2 separate regions of the Gossypium hirsutum genome follow, and region 1 is linked to region 2. The links are chromatin contacts, called in public Hi-C maps. All regions are on one chromosome and are shown on one strand. Each heading gives the region's core, a stretch centred on a gene start, on an enhancer-like site or on the middle of the called end of the contact. The rest is flanking DNA. Distances are from core to core; before and after follow the strand shown.

The links. A called contact is a pair of places that touch in the nucleus more often than the background predicts.
Region 1: a contact with region 2 is called in a Hi-C map of leaf, with 2.6 times the contacts expected there. The contact joins the promoter of LOC107952053 here to the promoter of LOC107894142 in region 2. A contact is called at or near these places in 4 of 34 Hi-C or Micro-C datasets (callus, leaf and petal).

The regions. Positions count from the first base shown.
Region 1 is chrA02:28,085,394-28,089,740 of Gossypium_hirsutum_v2.1, forward strand. It overlaps LOC107952053, which reads left to right and starts at 2,633. Exons shown (of 6, transcript XR_005903601.1): 1 at 2,633-2,915.
Region 2 is chrA02:27,845,523-27,849,613 of Gossypium_hirsutum_v2.1, forward strand. It overlaps LOC107894142 (protein FAR1-RELATED SEQUENCE 12), which reads left to right and starts at 2,735. Exons shown (of 4, transcript XM_016819364.2): 1 at 2,735-2,905; 2 at 3,819-4,091. The coding sequence starts at 2,851. LOC107894942 (a long non-coding RNA gene) reads right to left here and starts at 421. Exons shown (of 4, transcript XR_001683327.2): 1 at 343-421.

The DNA of each region.
Region 1 (4,347 bases), core at 1,383-3,882, 240 kb after region 2:
TTATAGCAATAGTGATTCATATGAAATGTAATTTTTTTCTCATTCACAATCTCAATATGAGATCCATTACGATGAATATCTTTTAAAACCAATGCATTAACAATCACAATTTTGTTCTTTTAGATATTGATATATTAACTCTTCTGGAGCATTCAACTAATTTTGTACTATCAAATATTGGAATAATATTTTTTTTGTTTTAGTACAAAATCATATAATTTTTTTTTATTTGTAATGATAGAATTCATTACTACATTCTCATATTTTTCCTCAAAGAATATTAACATAAACAAAATATTTGACCAATAATCTTTCATATCACATTGATAACATAAGTTATCTTTACCCTTTAAAGAGTTATCTTGAGAACTCTCATTGTTCTCTTATTTATTAATAAGTTCTCACTTTTAGTTGTTTATGATTATATATTTTATTTTCTTTATGTTGGCATTCACTTTGGGGAATGCAACAAATATGGTAGGACAGACTTCTAAATGTCTCCATTGATTTTTTATTTTATAATCACCATTGCAAAACATGCTTGGATTTCAAATCAAAATCTATCTATCATGATTAGTCTCCAATTATAATAAACATGATATAATAAATAAATCATTGTAAAATATACATGACATTCTTTAACATTATTATTATTATTATCATCCTGACTATTATCAAGAGTACTATTATAAGTAGTAAAACAATTTATTTTCGTAATAACATTTATAATACAATAGTAAAAAAATCATTTAATAAACAAAATCAAAATTTTCGTGTACGATGCTTGAAAGTTATCCTATACACATTGTACCAAACTTCAATACCACATATATGTTATAAAATCTTATGATGCTCTAATCAAATATTTATAAATTCAATTTAAAAGATATAATACAATAATTTTAAGCATATTTAATAATAATAATATAATCATTTAATCATCCAAATATCATACATACTATAATTTAATAAAAAAATCTTTAGTTTAAAAGAAACCTTAAAGTAATAATATTTTTTATAAAATAATTTTACCAAAAATCAATCAACAAAGGAGAAAAACATATCATGTAATGATTTTATAAATTTCTTTGCATAATGATTACCCATAATGCGTAGGCCTTAAGTGAAGGTCGAAATAATAGTAGCTCTAGAAGGCAATAGACAACAACTTGAGTAGCAAATTTGAGTGACAGGTTATTACATTGGTTGTTGCTTGAAAGGGGTAAGGCTTGGTGAAAGGGAAAAAAATTGACTTATGGAAAAAAATAATTAAAAGAGAATCGTGCTAATAACGTTTTATAAAATAAAAAGACAGAAAGTAAAGAATAAAGAAAATAAGAGAGAAAAAGAAAGAGCGTATTTATTAATCAATGAAAATATTTACAAAGCTTCTCCAAACTTATCTTGATTTTGATGAACATCCACTTAATAAGATATTTATATATTCATAACACTATCAACCAACGAGTTGTTTTTTGGGCAAATCCTTGATACCAATGATTTTATTTTGAAACTTTATTTCCTTTTCATTTTCTATCAACTTTCTTCTAAATATAATATTTTATAATCCTTTAATTGATAAAAAAATTGACTAAATCAATGGAAAAAACTTTAAAAAAAACTTTACATTTATTATTGTTGTTAACAATATGATATTTCCTTCGAGGTACATAGAAATAATCCTCGAAGTTGGTCCTTAAAATTGAAATTAAAATTAAATCGAGAGTTAAAAATATTACTTTGAAAAATTCAATTGTTTAATAAATAATTATATAAAAAATTATTAAAATTTATTTTTAATAAAAAATTGAAAGAATTAATTGAATTTCCTTTTGTTACATTGGTAATGAATTTTTTTAAAAATTTTATAAGCTAAATACAAGATTATTAAGTTTTTATTTATTTTTATTTTTTTAATTTTGAAATCCACAATGAGCAATACGTATCACTGATGACCTGATTTAGTGTCAAATCATTTACTAAATTAATTAAAACTAAAATTATGCTACCCAGAGTGAAAAATAATTTTTTAAAATATTAAAATATTTATATAATTTTATTATATATTGTATTTTTAAAATTTATATGTTCTATTATTTTTAATGGCATTTAGTTAAATTCTAACACTAACTTCTTACAAATATAAACAAAAAGGGTTATGTATCGAATTGAATAATTTTAACCATAAATAAAACAATTAATAGATATGAAATACCTCTATTTTAAAAATTGAAAGCTTTAGTTAGGAAGTTTGAAAATCAAATTGATAGAATTTAAAAATTTTAAGGGTTAAATTTATTGAATTATTTAGAATTATAATTAGATTGATAGAATAAGTAAGTATTGAAGACTAAATGTGTTATTATACCAATTAGAAAAAGACTTTATGTAATCAATTTGATGGTAGGTGATCAAAATAAAAAAGAATTCAAACATTAGTATCTAAATTTAAAATTTTTAAAATTAGTTGATCAAAACAGGAATACAAATATAGTTGAGTGAAGTTTTCTATAGTTTACCCTATTTTCAATATATTTTTTATTTTATTAAATAATTTTTTTAAGTAATTTTCATGGACTGAATTTGTCATGGAGTTTCGAGTTCTCGTGAAATCATCTCACCTAATAACAACTAACTCCTGTAAGAACTAAATAGTGAAAAAAAATTGCAGCGATGTACTACCAAAGAAAAAAAAAATTGCTGCGATATGGTGTTATGATATATATGAGAGTACGAAATGAACAACAAACGATAACAGTAAAAATATCTTTTAGGACTTTTTAAAGACAATGTGGGACTTTTGTTGGAAGGATTCTTCCCTGTTCTTCTCCGTATCTGTTTTTCTTTTCTTCCTCTAACCATAATGTCTCCAAATCTCCTCATTTCCTCATCGATTCTTTCTTCTTTTACTTCAGGTATTTGTTTACTTTACCTTGTTTTTTTCTTTTACATATGCTGCCATTTTATTTCTTCTTAGTTGTGTCCTCTACCCCAACAAAACAACACTAATCTCTGCTCTTTCCTCAGATCTTCCCAATTTCTTGGTTTTTACTCCAAATGGAGATCTGGGTATCGTTTGTTTTTGTGGTTCAGCCTGTAAATTTGCTTCTTTTATTGTTAAAAATGGAAGGTTTTGATATTCTTATACTACAAAAGTTACAATCATTTGGTTTGTTTTTGAAAAACGTTAAAAATGTAATCGAAATCTTATAATTTGGACTCTAGGTAGAAAAGAGAAGTTCCTTTAGGTGAGCTCATTAAGCTTGTAATATAAGTTTCCTTCTTAGATCTGCTCCATTTGATCAATTCTTGGTGAACAATTAGAATAGGTATCCGTTGCTTCTTTGATTTGGACTGCAAAATTGGTTCTCCAGATTTTAAGTGAATGTAGCAGGAATGTCTTCTTTATTGTATGATGCCTTTCTTAGAGAGTTGTGAAAGTCTACATCTTTTAGTCAGTAGGAATTCCATTTTGGGCTGTGTTCTTTTTTCAGAAAATACTGTAAAAAGAATAACTTTCTAATATTGGATAAGAATTCTCATAATTTTGGAGCTCTTTATGGCCGGTTATTGGATCTTGTCCCCTTTCCTTGATTTTGTTTGAATGTTGATTTGGGTGATTGATTTTGATTCTTTATGTTGTTGATGACTGGAATGGTACTTGGTACATACTTTTATGGAAATTTGAAATGGTGATTCTCTATCAAAATATGAGTACTTTGACTTAATTGATCCTGTTAATTCCGAAGAAACTGTGCAATAGGGGGATAAAGACGGCCTTCCTTTAGCATTTTTCTCACAGCTTTGGATTCTTATTCTCCTCCATGCCTTCAGATCCTTTTCTTTCTATTGTCTTCCGTACAAAATCAAGATGTGTTTATATTTACCCGGGTTTGAATGTGGTTGTTAGATAGATGTCTGGTTCGTGAACTTGTTTTCCTCTCTCACTGTCTGAATTTACAAGCATGCATATCTATATATTGAATGCCATATGCTTTCTGAGTTACAAGGAATACATTCCTATTGGCTAAGACTCCACTAAATTATGTCTAATAAGAATTTAACAATGGAAGTATGTTTGTATTGCTTTGCTTTCATTGTTTTAGTGAGTAGGGATAATTTTACCTTTTTACTTGATTTAATTAAAGCTATGACATTTATTTCCTTTCCTTTCATGAGTTTCACAACTTTCTAGTGGTTATCTTTTCTTGAATACCTTCAGCTTTTATCTTGAGATTTAATATTTTCTTGTCCTTCTGCCAGATTTTTTAAACCATGTTAGCCAAAGGGGTAGGGGCTTCAAGCCTTGGTTCTTTGTTTGGTTGTAGGTTACATTTTGAAGCCCTT
Region 2 (4,091 bases), core at 1,485-3,984:
TGATTTTTATCACATTTTCTTACTCATTAAGCCTAGACAAACCATTTTCATAACTATAGCAACTCACAGATTCAATTATTTCAGACATTTACACTTATTTAACAACTTTGCAAAACACCCCCATTTTAGGTGTTTTCATGCAAACTTCTTTCATAAAAGTTGTTTATAACACTACCAAGACTCATATTCTTCCATAAAAACTCAGAAAACAACACATATTCTTTCATGTAAAAACCCTAGACTCTTAATCATTTTGAAAAATAGTCCCCTCTTTTGAAAGCTCATGCTTTAGGGGTTCCAAAAATGCAAAAATTATCAAGAAAGACATTAAAAATCACTTACTAGCATGGGAGTTTCTTTGCTGAAATTTTCCAGCTTCTAAACCCTTTTCTTGGCTGGAAAAATCGGTGGAGAGAAGATGAAGAAAAGATGATATTTTATTTTCTTTATTTTATTACTTATTTGTCAAATAAGTCACCTAACACTTACCTAACATTTAATTCCTTGTCTCATGGCCGGCCATCACTCTTTCAATGGCCTAATTTCACATTAAAAACCACCAATTTAAGATACAAGGCAATTTAACAACTTTAGGTATTAAAACACAACTTTTACTTTTTACGTGATTTAGTCTTTTTTCGAAATTGGACTAGAAATCGCTAAAATTAATATACCAAAATTAACATGCACTTATAAAATCACATTATAACACATAAAATAACATCAAAATAATTTTCTCCGGCCTCGGAATAGTGGTTCCAAAACCACTGTTCCGACTAGGCCCAAAATCGGGCTGTTACACACACTACATAGGTCACACAGGCATGTGGCTAGGCCGTGTGACTCACACAACTAAGACACGCGCCTGTGCCTCAGGCCGTGTAACAATCGAAATAAGGACACACAACTGTGTCCTAGCCTGTTTTCGTGCCTGTGTAACTCTCTGACTTGGGTCACACAGCCAAGCCACACTCCCGTGTTCCTATTTTTGTGTTCATGTAACTCTCTGACTTGGGTCACACGACCAAGCCACACTGTAGATTTAGGCTAATAAACTGTTATGCTATGTTTTCTACAATTGAATGTTATATTAAATATGTTTTTGTGTTAAGACCACATTGAGCTTCACAATTCATTCTTTAGTTTTCCATCATTCTAGATAACTCGTGAGGTTAGGGCTCGGACTTGGCATTTAGAGGACCGGCGTTGAATTTTACCAAAAATAACACAAAACATATTTATTTTTATTTCCAACTTATTTCATATTTTTGCATGGTTTTGTTTTGGTGCAAACGACTGTGGCATGGACTTGATTATTTTATTAGTTTAGACTTTATTATTTCATTATATCATTTAAATCGAGTAATGATAGATAATGTGTTTAATAATGATTAAGTAGTGTTTAAATTTTAAAATAATGAATAACACTTTAGAATTAAGTTATCAACCATATTATATATATTATAGAATAAAATGCTAATTTTTATCCCAACATAATTCGATTTTTATCCCAACATATTATATATATTATATAACGACTTCAAACCTAGCGATTTGATTTCTAAATCGGTTCCGAACTGAAATGATAATGTTTTGGTAAAAACTCATTAAAAGCAAACTATGATTTTTTGATTGACAGACAAGTTGGTTAAATAAAAATGATTTTTGATGAATACTGAAACTAAACGTTTTACTGAGTTATTTCAATGGTTGATGTATCTTTCATGATGTGGCCAATGTAATCTTTCATGATTTGATCATAACGTCTAAGTCGAGTTGGAGAGGCTACAATTAAATCAATATATTATGTAAAAGTTGAGAGCTAAACTTGTTATTATACCGATTTTTTTAACTACCATGTCAGCTTATCGTTTGTGATTTTAATGTGAATGATCAGAATGGCCAAACTACATAATGTGGGTGCTTAAATTGCAAAATTTTTATTTTGGGTGCCCAAAATGAAAATTTTTTATTGTTAAATGACCGTTTGTGTAGTTTGCGCTTTATAAAAATATAAAATGTCAAAAACACCTACATAATTATATAACTTTGCAAATAAATTTTTTTTGATAATTCCCTAATTGAATTGGGGTCCAATGATTGACACCAACTCGATAAAAGGGCTTTATAAATAGCAAGTATAAATACAATTAATCGAGATAATAAAATATGTATAATATTAAAATATAAATATTATGATAGAATAAAATTTTGGTTTAGTAGTAAAATTTAATGTTTTATTAACTTAAATAATATTAATTCAAATTCAACCTCAGAATTTTTAATTACAGAACAATTTTTCATAATTATTTTGATGGAGTTGGTATTGATGGAATCACTTAAATAATAATATAAATATTTAAAAAATTATTTATAATAATTTATTTAACTTAAAATATTCATAAACTGTTTATCAAACTTTCCGTAAACCGCGAAAAAAGAAAACGGAATGGACTTTGGAGGTATAGGCTTGAGGCATAGTCTACTTAACAAACACGTGTCAACATTCAACTTGAGTATAAAAAATGTTTGACTTTGTATTTACTGAAACCAATCTACGCTTGCCACGTCACATTCTTTTGCGTCCCTATAATTCTCGACCCTGATCTCGCACCCCAAAAGTCTCGCCCCTTCTTTTCCTTTACCTAAATCCTAATCGATTGTCACAATTTCATCTCATTAAGGCTGAAATTTCTAGTAAGTTCTTTTTTTTGTTTAGTTTTAATTCTTAGTCAATTTAAGTTATATATTTCAGTAATTTGATTAGGTTTTTATTAATGTTCGATTCGGAGTCCCAATTGTTGAACATGCTCTTTTTTTTCGTTTGAATTATTAATTTACTCTGTTTGGATGCCGGGAAAATGCAAGTGGAAGCGAGAAACTTTAGAGTTTCAATTTTTATTAGGTTTTAATTTGTTTTGTTCGTTCTGGTATTTTTTTTTAAATTCCCCCCTTTTAAGAATGCAATATTTGCAAGTATAGCATTAGGGCCTTAGGTTGTAGAATTAATTGATGATATCAAGTAAATTTGTGATCAAAACCTGTTTGGGGGTAGGAAAATAAAGGAAATTTTTTTATATAAAAGAGGAAAAAAGAGCTGAATTATTCCAGAGTTAACTCCAATCAGGACTCGAGAAATAAACATTGTATTTTCTTTTTGTTCCTTTTTCTTTTTATTATTTCATTCTTAAGAAGTTTATAATTTACACTTAAGTATTAGAAACAAGAAATATGCTTCCTTTATGCCTTATCTATTTTGGCCTATGTTAATTGGTAGCCCACCCCCCCTCCCCCCCAACAACCACCACCAATAATAATAATAATAATAATAATAATAATAATAATATTAATAATAATAATTTCATATATTTGTAGGGTCTTTGTAAACTTCTGTCACCATACTGGAGTCTGTATATACATCGGACACGGTTTCTTCCTAGAAAAATTAAGAGTTGTAGCAACATGGTTCTTGGTTGTAAGACTCATTGTAGGTTCTATTCTGGAGCATTGTGTTAAGTAAATTTTATTTTTGTTTTCTATTCCTTTATTTTCATCGTGGATCCAATCTATGCTCTTGATGATTGGTTGGAATCTGGAAGCAAGAGAAGAAAAAAGTTTGAAACAACCACTAGTTATAATGTTATATTGCTTTGTAATATAAAGTTTGATCGGTAACTAGATGGTCTATTGGTAACTGTTAATTTCAATGTGCCAAGAACTTTTGGACCTCAATAGGAAATATAAAGTTTAACTTTGTATATTTGCATTCTTATCTTTTCATCTGCTAGCAATAATTAGAAAAAGGCTTGTTCTTGCAGTGGAGCTTGGGGTTCATGGTGATGTTAATGGTGACATGGTACTGAATTCCGTCCAAGCAGAGGCTAGTAGCATGGAAAATGAAAATGAAACAGGAGAAAATCCTGTTGAAGAAACGTTTCAACAGGAATTGAATGAAAAAGTGGAGCAAATTTCTCCAGGAAGGGATGACATCCCAGAGGGTATTCCGGCTGATGAGCCTTACGTGGGTCAGGAATTTGAATCTGAGGCAGCTGCACATGCTTTTTATAATGCGTATGCCACAAGGGTGGGAT